Linked DNA regions of Mus musculus: regions 1 and 3 are each linked to region 2. A link is a contact called in public Hi-C and HiChIP or PLAC-seq data. All regions are on one chromosome and are shown on one strand. The core of a region is the stretch at or near the end of the contact, and the rest is flanking DNA. Distances in the headings are between cores, read along the strand shown.

Region 1 (3,958 bases), core at 716-3,215, 120 kb after region 2:
GGATTTCAAGGTCTCTTATTCTCTGCATATTTTCTGGCTCTGGGTTTCTGTATTCATTCCCATTTGCTAAAGGAGAAAGCGTCTCTGATGGCTGAGCAAGGCACTGATCTTACTCATAGATTCCCATGGGACTCTATTAACCAGCAACTCAATTAGATGTAGCCAAGTCCAGACTGGGAACTTTCTTTGGTAATGAGACATGTTCAGTTGGACTCTCTCCCGCCTATTATTTGGTGATATCATTTAAATCTCCATTATATATTTATATACAGTAGGAAGCTTCTACTATATTAGGATTCTCTATGAGCCCTCACATGGCCCTTAGTTTTAGCATCCCTCTCTGTATTTCCTCTCTTGCTCTCTCTTTCCTCCTTCCCCCATTTGATCTTCCCATTTCACTCCCCCATCTACAAGTCCATCCTTAACTATCTATTCTTATTCCTAGGAAGATACAGCCTTCCTCTCTACCTCCTTACTCTGTACCTAGCCTCAGTGATTATATGGTTTGTAATTTATCAATGACTTAACAACTAGCATCCACATATAGGAGGATGCATACTATATTTGTCTTTCTGGGTCTAGGTTAGCTCACTCAGGATGATTTTTCTAGTAACATGTATTTACCCATGAATTTCATGATTTCATTTTTAAACAGTGAGTGTAATAGTCCCTTGTGTAAATGTATCTCATTTTCTTTATCCTTTCATCTATTGATGGACATCTAGTTTTCTTCTAGTTTCTAGCTATTATGAGGAGAGCCACAAAAAAACAAAACAAAACAAAAAGTTAAAAAAAAAAAAAAAACAAAAACCAAAAGGAAACCATGGTTGAGCAAGTGTTTTTTGCAACAGAATGAAAGTTCCTTTGAGTATATACTCAAGAGTAGTATGGCTGGATCTTGAGGTAAACCCTTTCCCAGCTTCCAGAGGAACCTCCAGCCTGAGTTCCCTAGTTGCTGTACAAGTTTGGATGAATACTCTCCTTACTCTACATTGCTGCCTGCATGACTTGCTATTTCTTATATTGATCTTGGCCATTCTGTCTGATGTGAGATGAAATCTCAAAAGTGTTTTGATTTACACTTCCCTGATGACCAACGATGTTAACCATTTCTTTAAGGGTTTCTCAGTCATTTGAATTTCTCCTTTTGAGATTTCTGTTTAGATCTATACACTATTTTTAAATTTGGTTGTTTTCTTGATGTTCAGGTTTTTTTTTTTTTGAGTTCTTTATATATTTTGGATATTGATCCTCTGTAGAAGGTGGAGTTGGTAAAAAATGTGTAGCCTGTACCTTTGAATGGTGGTGTCCTTTGGTGTACGTAGCTTTTTAGTTTCACTAACACATTAACTGTTGATCTGAGTACATATGCGAATGGAATTCTGTTCAGGAAGTCTTTTCTTGTGCTAATGACTTCAAGACTATTGTACATTTTGGTCCTCTGGAACCTAAGTGCTGCCAACTCTTTCAACATAGACTAAGCAACATAGAAACTCACCCGTTAAGTCTTAACAGAAAATGTCCAGCGGAATGGAGGAGAAAGGCAGCTTGTGTCTTGCCAAGAGAAAGTGATGCCTCATATGAAGGTATGAATGATACTCTTGGCTCATATCCCAGCTTCTAGACCGCAGGGCCCAGCACTGCTCAGTCATCTCTGCTCATTTTCACTTTCGGTCTGGAGGAGCTAGGAGTAGAGACACCTGCTGACGTGTTTCAGCTGCCAGATCTAAGGGTTTTTACAGCTCTAGTTATGGGCAGCATAGCTGAGGTCTCCTACACACATATTTTAGACTACTAAAATCAAGAATTACACATTCTGGAACTTAAACCTGAATTTATTTTCTCAGTCCTGGAGACTGGACGTTAGGGGTCAAGGTAGGGTTGGCTAGGGCTTGGTAGGGTTGGCTCCATCTGAGCTGCTCTCTTCAGTTTGTGGGTAGCCATTTCTTTAGTCTTCACTGGTTCTTTCCTCTGTGACCTCATCTCCTGTCTTTATAAGGAGACAGTCACAATGGGTCAGGGCCTACTCTAACACTCCATTTTAACTCACATCTTCAAAGGCTTGTTCCATGTATACAGTCATATTTGGTAGTTCTGCATAGGACTTTGAAAGAGGCACAATTCAACCATCAGTGTATTTTCAGAGGGAACTTTACTCCATGTGCAGTGTCAGTCACATTGGTCATCTCCATGAGCTCATTCAAGCTCACTCTGCTCCCAGAGGTGGAAAGTGCCTTTTCTTGATGAATTTCCGGCCGGAAAAATCAGCAATAGTAGAAGAGAACCTTGGCTCAGTAATATATGGCTCCATTCTTCCAGAAAGCTGACTGTCTGTGTATTAATGTGCTAATTACTAAAATCTGGGAATGACAGGGCATCATAAGGAGCCAGAATCTGTGATGGAACAATATTCAGAACTTGTGCTACATGGATTTATTTGTTTGTTTGTTTTTAGAGATGTGTTAAATGTCAAGCTATTAGTTGCCAAGACAGAAGAATCTTTTTCCTCAAGTTTTTTGTTTTTTTTTTTTCTTTTTTTTTTTTTTCTGTAGAAATAGTGAAAGAACACCTTTCAACCCCTGGCTAGAATATACTTTTTATTATAGGATTTCCTTGAGGGAAGACTAATTTCCACTGGAAGAGATATCTTGTGTTTCCCAAGTTGGTGTTTGTTTTACATTACAAAAAGAGCCGGGCCTTGGTTTGCTTTGTTCCCACAGTTAATGAAAAAATAGCAAGCACAGATCTGCTGAGAGTCCGTTTAGAAGCCTGACCTTGTGTTGGAGGTGGGCAGGGTGCTGCTGGACTGGAGGAGTGGGGCACATCTATGGCTTGGGCCCCTGCTTTTCTGCCGCATTATAAGCCTGTATTTCTAAGACTGCATCTGTGAAATAACTGCATCAGAAAGCATGAGCACTGTTTTAAGCAAAGGGAACAATTTTCCTCTGATTGCACTGTCCACCCAATGTCCTCAGTTAACTGTGGCACGAGCACTGGGAAAGGTTTAGTTCTGACCTCTCTCCACTCTCCTGGGCTGGGTCTTGACTGACAGCGTTTTATTAGTGGTCTAGTCACTTCCCGATCAAGCTCAGTCCTGCCTCTGAAGTCTCTCTGACCCTGTGTGTTCAGGTACACGTTCCCTGAAATGGTGGCCACTGTTTACCTGTACACACGAGCTACTGCTAGTGCAATCAGAACGTGATCCTCACCAGGACCCAGCAGGCTTATTGAGTCCATGTAGCAGGACTCAATGAGCCTGCTCTTGCTCCTTCGCCTGCTTGCTGCGTGAGACTGAGTATCTGCTAGACTTCCATTCACAGCTGCGACTGAACCATTGTTGGGAATTGGGCTGCCAACTGTAAGTCATCAATAAATTCCTTTACTATTTAGAGACTATCCATAAATTCTGTGACTCTAGAGAAACCTGACTAATACAGAGTAATAGTAGAATAGACCTTTTGACCCACTATTGTGAGGTAGGTCATGTCCTAAGATTTCCCTGGGTTCTAAAGGGTCCATGCTTGAAGCACTGTGTGGTTGCTTCTTTGTCTTCCGAGCGAGGATCTAGGTTTAGAGAGGTCTCACTTTTTAGTCACACAGCAAGCCCAGCATTGAGGCTCCAGAGACTGTCTACCTCATGTGCCTTCTGCTTCCTACCTGCGTTATTTCATACACACACACACACGCTGTGTCTGGCCTGTCCTGCAGTTTGAACACAAAAGCTTGGCTCCTTCCGTTGCCTTCCCAAGCTGCTACATTACGCTGTGTAGTCTCAGTCTCTGCAGTCCATGCTTTGCAGCAGCAGCTGCCAGGATGTCATTCCTAAATAATAGCTCTGACCTTGGAACTCTGGCTCAAGAATTTCACTAGAAAGACACACTTTGAGCTCTCTGGTGAAATAGAGGAATGGATCCCTAGACCAGAGCAAATGGCAGGTTATTTGATTACCGTGCACAAA
Region 2 (4,314 bases), core at 533-3,032:
GGAATCTCATGGGGAAGTGTAGACCAGCACCTGGGCTGCAAAGTTAAGGGTTGGGGGCAGGGTATGCTAAATAGGACTGAAAGATGCTAGGAGAACCTGGATACTAGGTCTGCTTTGGTATGTTAAATATGCACCTCAGTGCCTTGTAACTAAACAATGTTAACCAATAGAACAAATCAAAGACCCAAACAGGAGCACACATAGCTTCTGCTGCTTGGTATCAAACCAAGACACCAAGAACGGAAGCTGAGGAAAAGAAAGAATCTTCAACAAATGGTTCTGGAAAAAGTGGATGCTCACATGCAGAAGAATGAAACTAGACCTGTATGTATTGCCCAACTAACTCCAAATGGATCAAAGACCTATACATGAAACCTAAAGCTGAAATTGTTAAAAGAAAGCATAGATAGGTGGTATAGGTTTAAGAAAGGACTTTCTGAGTAGGACTCTGCTTGCTAAGAATTAAAGCCAACAATTTATTGTGCCTGAGCTGGGTGTGGTGGCATAAACCTTTAATCCCAGTATTTAGGAGGTAGAGGTAGATGGATCTCTGATTTCAAGGCTACCTGGTTAATGGAGTGAGTTTCAAGATAGCTAGGGCTACACACACACACACACACACACACACACACACACACACACACCTGAAATGTAGTATATAAGCACTATGGGATATTTAGGTGTAAACAAAAGTGAAATCATGAACTTTGCAGGTAAATGAGTAGAACAAAAAAGATCACATTGAGTGAGGTAACCCAGCCCAGAGAAGCAAACACAGCATGTTCTCTTGTATTCAAGGCTCCCAGATCCAAATCGTCAGATGCAAGCACACAGCCTAAAGTAACTATGTAGTACACTGCCCCTAATTACTACAGAGACCAGGAAAGTAAAATGAGAACATTGCCAGGATAGAAGGGTTAAGGAGCAGTGGAGAGGGTTGATTGGATCTACAGAGATAAAACTGGCTGATACAGAGAGCTGTATAATATGATTATAACGGAAGTTTAAACATAGAAGACTGAACTAAATCTCTTTATCTTCCAGCAAAAGAAAATATCTTAAGTTTGAATGAAAGTAGTCTAAGTTTGACTCAAATTTTGAAAATTAGAACCACTAAAAGAAAAGACTAACAATAGAAAACTGATTTTTGAGTATATATCACCTTACAGGAAAAAAATACACATAATTTTAATCTTAGGAAAAGGTAATTCACCTCACATAAATAGAAAAAACACAAGCCAATGCACTACTGAGACAGCATTTCACATCTGCTAGGATGACAAACATAAAAACTATTGATGAAAAGCCACACTGAGCCAAAGGAACAGATGCTGGCGGCACTGTGACAGAGAACAACTGGACAATACCAAGCAAAATCACACTGTTTACTCACGGTCCTAAAATCATACTTCCAAGAACCTAGCTTACAGATCTACTTGTAAAAATATGAAAATATGTAGGTGGGGTGTTTATTCACTGCAGCAAAAGACCAAAAATAACTCACACGTAAACTTACAGGAAACCGGTGGAGCGTACCATGGGCACCCTGAAACGGTAAGAGCCTAAGGGAATCTGGGAGTGGTTGTTATTCTCCTGACTGTATTTATTTTAAAACTGTTGTAATGAAATCATAAGTACTGCATATAATCTCTCCCCAGGGAGATCACCCTCAGAGAAAGTTATGTTCTTATTCATTGACACAAAGATCTGAAGAGTGGCCTGAGCCTCTCACCAGCGTGGGACAGCCCTCTATTGAGAAAGCTCTGAGGGTTTCTAAGTCTAAAAGTCATTGCGGTAAGACTTCTGCCTGGCCCCTTTACAGAGAAATATTTTGTTACCATCGCAATGCTTTCCCACTTTTCAAATGTCTGACTCTGGCTGCCCTTCAGACTTGAGTTGGCTGCATCCACCAGAACTGCTGCAGTCCCTGGCAGCCTGAAGCAACTGCAGAGAAATGCCTGTGTTCTGATTATCTCTCTTTTCAGAATTGCAAAAGCCCAAGGTCGTTTGTTTGTTTGTTTCTTTGTTTGTTTGTTTGTTTCTCGCTGCTCTGGGCTAATAGCTAGCACCACGTGGGGAAGTTGAGTAATTCCAAGAGCTGTTCAGTTTCTTCATTCATCTCAAACATAGCTCCATCCCCCAGCACTGGAAAGTAATCATAACCTCCCATCCAAAAAATTTTAATGAAAGCATGCATTCACAACTATTCATGTGAGTGGGTATATAAACTGTGGTACATTGATAGAATGAAATATTATTCAGTTCTAAAAAGCAATGAGATATGAGAAGGTATGAGAGAAATGCAAATGTATGTCAGTGAATAAAAAAAAAAGAATTAGGAATGTAGCATTCTTGAAAACATAAATCCGTGGAGACAAGAAAAAAATCAGGAGCTGGGATGTGACTTAGTCATAGGGCATTTGTCCAGCACCATGTGAGATCCTGGACTGAATTCCTAATGTTAGAAAAAGATGAAAAGGTGAGAGAGAAAGAAGGAAGCAGGACAAGGAGGGAGAGAGGGAAAGGAGGGAGAGGAAAGCTCAATGGTTGCTGTGGGTTAATGGGAAGGAAGGGTGAATTGGAGGATCAGAGAAGTGTCAGCAGAGAAAGACAATTAAATATTGTAAGGATAAGTACTTCCCATCATACATTAGTTCAAATCCATGGAGTGCGCACCAAGAGTGAAACCTAAGCACAGAGATTTTAAGTGATAATAAGGCAAAAGCAAGTGATTACCTATGATTACCTATACTCTGATTGAGGTAGGGCAATGCACACAGGGGCAAAGGGTACATAGGGATATTGCACCTTTCTTTCAATTTCACTACAAATATAAAACTACTCTAAAATGTATTTGTTAAAAACAATAGTTTGCACTGATAAATAATATTAGAGAAACTGAAAGGTGTTATTAATATATTGAAGGTTAAGTTACCTAAAAATAGCATGTAGTTGTATCACCAGTTCCTACAAAGACATCCATGGCTCATAGTCCATCAGAATAACAAACACTTCAGATTGTGCTTCCACACACTCCCTGACCACACCCCAGTCCTAGGAATCAAACTCAGAGCCTTTCATTGGCAGCCAACTAATCTACCACTGACCATGTCTCCAGGTCTCATTTTCTACTTCCTAAAGCTTCGTTTCCTTCCTGAGCTCAAGAGAAGCAAAATGCCGCAGCACTTCCCGCATGCTGCAGGAATTTTCTGTCTACTCAAAAATAAAACTGGCACTATCTGACTCTGTCTGTACTTGTATACATTAAAGATATACAAACAGACTCGGGCAACATGATAAGACCTGCTTTCTTTCTACCCAAGGGCAGCACTTGCCACACTCAATTCTGTAGAACTTGGGCAGCAGGCCTCCTTATTGACCACTTTCCTGTCTTTTTCATTGATCCAAATTTCCTAGCGGTTGGCTGCTTCAAGGGATCAAGCCTCAGGTCTTCTTCATACCCTATCCTCTAAACCTCAAACTCTTATACTCCATCTAACTTGGAAAATCTAGAAGAGATCAATGAATTTCTCCAGATGAATGTAACATGAGAAAATTAAACCTAGAGTAACCAAAAATATTAAACATATTCATAACCAGCAACAAGCTTAAAACAGTAGTTAAAAAGTCTCCCAACAATAAAAGCCCAGGACCAGGTGGATCCACTGCAGAATTTTATTAGCATTTCAATGAAGCACTAACACCAGTATTATTCAAAAAATTCCACAAAATGGAAAAAAGAGGAAGACTTTTAAACTCCATTCATGAATTCAGTATTACTCTGGTACTAAAACCAGATAAAGACACAGCAAATAAAGAAAATTACAGACTGCTCTGCCAGATGAACACAGATACAAAAAGTTTCAATAAAATGCAAACCTAGCTCAAGATCACATCAAAGAGACCATTCATCAAGACCAAGAAAAATGCAGGAATGGTTAAGTATATTTAATTTATCACATAAATGGATGCAAAAACATAAATCACACCATTATCTAAATAGATACACAGGAAGACTTTGAGAAAAATTTCACATTCCTTCATGACAAAAGTTGTGGAGACACCAGGGACAGAGGAAACATGCTTCTACATAATAAGGGTTATATAAGACAAACATATAGCTAATATCATGATAGAAGACAAACTCAAAACACTGTCAACAAAATAAAGAACAAGAGGGCTGGAGAGATGGCTCAGAGGTTAGGAGCACTAGCTGCTCTTCCAGAGGTCCTGAGTTCAATTCCCAGCAACATGGTGGCTCGTGATCATCTATAATGAGATCTGGTGCCCTCTTCTGGCCTGCAGGCATACATG
Region 3 (3,971 bases), core at 190-2,689, 90 kb after region 2:
CCATTTCTTCCCTCACATTGCTGTGCACTGTAGAGGATGATAAGGGAACGCTCAGCAGTGTTCTCTCATCTTATGATCGGATTTTTCTATTTGTGTGCCTTGGGACTTGAACTGAGGGCCAGGCAGATGCTAAGCACTCTGCCAAATTGTGACTTTGTTACAGTCCCTTTGGATAATGCTGACTTTTAAGGCAAGTCCCCAAAATAAATGCCACTCTTTTGGGTGTTATAAAAAAGGAAGAAACAACCTTGGGATTAATTTCTTCTGCTCAGACAGTTTGTCAGGCTTGTCTTGACTGAAGTGTTTGTATTCCCCAGCGTGGGCAATCACAAGACAGCTTGCCTTGGTGGAGAAGCTCAACTTCCCCTTTGGATGATCAGCCCTGTTATTATCACCTGGGTGGCTGTAGTGCAGAGGTGAAACTGAGAGGAAATCCCACAGGAAAGGGGGCCATCTGGTTTTTCATTTTTTCTTTCTTCTTTCTTCTCTTTTCTTTCTGTATCTCATTGGTCCTATATTTGGGGTCTTTGGCAGGAAGCCTTCTTTAGTTACATGGTGTCATTCCTAGGATTACAGAAGGAGTGTGGTATGGAGGCCCCTCCTGGCCAGCTTTCCTTGCTGGGAAACCTACTCTCAGGCACAAACTGCACATATGGAATGAGAAGGACTCTGGAGTTTTCCCCAGTAGAAAATGAAAATGAAATAAAAATGAAGCAGTTAAAGCACAAATATAATTTATGTATTACTTTAAATGGGCTTTATTGCACAGACACACAAAAAAGGAAAAGTCATTCTTGTATAAATGTCCTACATGTTCATTCTTAAAAGCTCACAGCAACTTTCTGATGAAGTGCATGGGTTTCGTCAGTTAATCTTTGACACGTCGTGTGAGTTTTTTCTTTGGTTTTTAAAAGGAAATGCATTCCTGAGGAAAATAAGAACAAAAAGCATGCTTTCCATTCCCCGACCCCCACCAAATCTCTCTGAAGCATCACCTCCTAGGCACGAGCTCTCTCCCAGGCCCATCTCTCTGGCTCTTTTCCACCTGGTATCTTCTGGACCCTTTCCCTCCTTACATTGACTTTTTCTTATTCTTCTCTGTCCACACCATCCACCAAGCAGCCTGGAAGCGACTGCAGAGTATAGAGGAAACTGTAGCCATCCAGAGCCCCCTTCCCAAGGCTGCCTACCTAGAGCCTTATGGTCTCTTATTCCTACTGTGTTTTACTGTCCAACTGGAGAGTTTCATGTCCTCACAGTTATGTTGGGGATCCTTTCTAAGCCTGGGAAAGTCTGTTGTGACTTGAGTACTGAGGTGAAGCTCAGCCTTCTACATTCAGGAAGTTCTGCAAATTTCCCTCAAAGTGGCACAGTATTTGTCATGTAACTGGAGTAGAGATTCTGGCTGGTAACCTAGTGGGTGAGAGCGGTGATGTAATAGCATGTAGTGGTCACGTATGTGGACTGTCTTCCCACCTGGGAACTGAGCTCAACTGGAGGACAGCTGTGGGTTGTGCTGAAGCAATCGCTTAAGCTGTCTGCCACAGTGATGTAAGCAAAGGCCACATGAGAATGGGCCTTAGGACTGGAGAACACTTTTAATATGCAGGAAGGCTTCCTGTTACTGTCATTTGCAGAATTAAGAGCTGTGATTATTGTTCATGGGGACAAAGCTCGATTAGAAGGAACATCTTCTCAGACCACTGATGTGTTTGTCATATGTGAGAGTAAGATGTTATACTTACTCTACATGTTCTTTTCCTTTAAAAAATTTAATAATGTTCCACCATGGGGCAGTGTCTTCTGTATGCTGTTTGTATCAGGGGCTTCTTCTTACGATTATGATAAGTTGATTGGGGAAACTGTTTTGGAAAATGTTCATTGCTTCTAGTTCCAAGTTCTCATCTCCCCAAAATCTAGGGAGATTGTAGAGATTACAGGGATGCTCTTCTAGCTTTTTTTTTTTTTTTTGTTTTTTGAGACAGGGTTTCTTTGTGTAGCCCTGGCTGACCTGGATCTCACTTTGTAGACCAAGCTGGCCTTGAACTCAGAAATCCTCCTGCTTCTGCCTCCAAAGTGCTGGGATTAAAGGCATGCGCCACCACTGCCTGGCTCCTCCTACCTTTTGCTTTCCTAGTTTTTTCTGGACTTTGTTCCATTATGTAGTCCAGGTGGGTCTAGAACTTGCAATGTAGCTCAGACTAATCTTAAGTGCAAGACCTACCTTCCTCAGCTCCTGAGTGCTGGGATTGTAGATATGAGCGGTCACACTATGAGTGTGTCCCTTCTCTCTCTTTTTAAAGTGAATGTAGGTCCTTGTTCGAATGGAGCATACTGTGAAATGTCCAATAATCTTCACATATTAATGAATTTGATCTTATTTGGCCTTCAATTTTTAAGCTTGGAGTCAGTGTTTTTCTTTTAAGGCCGATGTTTCTCAGTATCTGTAGGGTTTGTTTCAGGGCCCCTGATTTCAACTTTAGGTACCCAAATCTACATGCTGAAGTTTCATATGTGTATATTAAATTATTCCTGGAAGACTTATAGCAATAGCTAATGCAATATGGTGTAATATCAGGTTAAAGTTGGGTCCTGGGAAACTGCATTAACACAGTGCCCTCCAGCAGGCATCAGCCACGTCTCCTCAAAGTGTACAGTATAGATATAGGTAAGTTCTGCTAATGGTTCATTTTAGGCACAGTGACCTTCAAGATGTGCACGACCAGATCTTTAGAAGATGCGAGTCTATTGGTTTGCATGGCAGAGCGAAGGAAGGCGTTAATGTGATAACCATCTGTAGGGAGGTTGTTTTGGATAATGTGGATAGGACAGTGTGATCGCAATCATTCTTAAAACACTGAAGAGAAAGACAGTGAGATGCCAGCTCAAGGAGGGACCTGGCACTGCTGCTGGTTTCGAAGATGGGGTGCACATTAGAACAGAGGTGTTCTGTAGAAAATGAGAGGGAGAGAGACAGAGACAGACACAGACATAGAGACACAGAGACAGACCCAGAGAGACACACACAGAGAGACAGAGAGAGACACACAGAGAAAGAAACCCTTGCGTGGGCCTCCAATTCCTTTCTGGGATCTTAAATTTGCTCATCTGTTGGGATTCTTTCCTAGAGAACTGTAGACAGTACATTTGAAAGAATTACCTACTAGGGTTGTCAAAATCTGGTATAGCATCAAGAAAGGCCAGTGGGAGATACAGAAGAGCTCCTCCAGGGATTCAAGCTTCAGCTCAGGGTGCACAACTCAGTGGCATTCTCCCTGTAGCATGATGTAGCCCCGAGAGCCCTGGATGATAGGCTATGCTATTTCCACAGTGCATTTTTGCAGTTTCTGTTCTGTTCTCCAAGAAGGAACGTATCCAGATGGAGAGGTCCCAAGTAATTCTGGCTTAAGCAGCATCTTACTAACTTAATACAGGAAAGTAGTTTTAGCAAGCTTACCCAATGAACAACAACAGTTTTGTGTTTTCTGTTGAACCTTGTTGAACCCAGTCATGTGGAACACATGTCTTCTTTGTTCATAAGAATGCTGATGAGACCTTTGGCTTTGGAGTACCAGGAAGTGTCCAGCCTCCTGCCCAGTGCTGGCAACCAGCTACTTAATAACCTGGATTGATTTTTGTGCTTTTCATTAGCCAACAAAGTTGGGCTCAGAAATAAGTATTGGGGCTTTTCTCTGGTGAGCTATGATACCACTGTTTCCCTATTACGTGGGGTGCAGGGAGAACAGGCCAGAGTAGATGCAGTGACCTCTAGGATCTGCGAAGAACAGAAATGTGTGCTTTCTGAAGAAGCAGTTCTTCTCCACCAGACTGTACAAGGAACACCACGAGTAAATTTAGGTTTGATAAATAGGAGCTCAGCTGTTGGTATTACTTCCTGGGAGTTGAGCAAGAGTGGGCCTGTGCAGAGTGCTTTTGTGTGTCTTGGAGACTCACAAACTTCTATATGTCAC

What was found. A called contact is a pair of places that touch in the nucleus more often than the background predicts. HiChIP or PLAC-seq counts read pairs in DNA pulled down with a chosen protein or histone mark.
Region 1: a contact with region 2 is called in a BATF HiChIP or PLAC-seq map of CD8 T cells, with 8 read pairs. The contact joins two enhancer-like sites. A contact is called at or near these places in 2 of 15 datasets of contacts at CTCF or cohesin (CD8 T cells and the NIH/3T3 cell line), 8 of 484 Hi-C or Micro-C datasets (the HL-1 cell line, embryonic fibroblasts, embryonic stem cells and 4 more) and 3 of 115 datasets of contacts at active chromatin or transcription factors (the 230-238 cell line, CD8 T cells and fibro-adipogenic progenitors).
Region 3: a Hi-C map of hematopoietic stem cells shows a contact between it and region 2, with 6 times the contacts expected there. The contact joins two enhancer-like sites. A contact is called at or near these places in 2 of 15 datasets of contacts at CTCF or cohesin (CD8 T cells and the NIH/3T3 cell line), 2 of 484 Hi-C or Micro-C datasets (cerebral cortex and hematopoietic stem cells) and 2 of 115 datasets of contacts at active chromatin or transcription factors (CD8 T cells and fibro-adipogenic progenitors).

What each region holds. Positions count from the first base shown.
Region 1 is chr7:58,748,481-58,752,438 of GRCm38.p6, forward strand. The region is part of intron 2 of Atp10a (ATPase, class V, type 10A); the gene reads left to right. Among named protein-coding and RNA genes, the nearest start is that of Gm39019, 19 kb to the left of the region's middle. Within about 2 kb of position 1,966, at least 98 of the 459 cell types and tissues checked have an H3K27ac peak or open chromatin away from gene starts, as enhancers often do. A contact at or near this core is called in CD8 T cells, granulocyte-monocyte progenitors, muscle stem cells and 1 more, where this site is marked.
Region 2 is chr7:58,625,164-58,629,477 of GRCm38.p6, forward strand. No RefSeq gene overlaps it. Among named protein-coding and RNA genes, the nearest start is that of Atp10a, 31 kb to the right of the region's middle. Within about 2 kb of position 1,783, at least 107 of the 459 cell types and tissues checked have an H3K27ac peak or open chromatin away from gene starts, as enhancers often do. A contact at or near this core is called in CD8 T cells, granulocyte-monocyte progenitors, hematopoietic stem cells and 2 more, where this site is marked.
Region 3 is chr7:58,715,367-58,719,337 of GRCm38.p6, forward strand. All of the region lies in intron 1 of Atp10a (ATPase, class V, type 10A), which reads left to right. The region is part of intron 2 of Gm39019 (a long non-coding RNA gene); the gene reads right to left. Among named protein-coding and RNA genes, the nearest start is that of Gm39019, 14 kb to the right of the region's middle. Within about 2 kb of position 1,440, at least 20 of the 459 cell types and tissues checked have an H3K27ac peak or open chromatin away from gene starts, as enhancers often do. A contact at or near this core is called in hematopoietic stem cells, where this site is marked.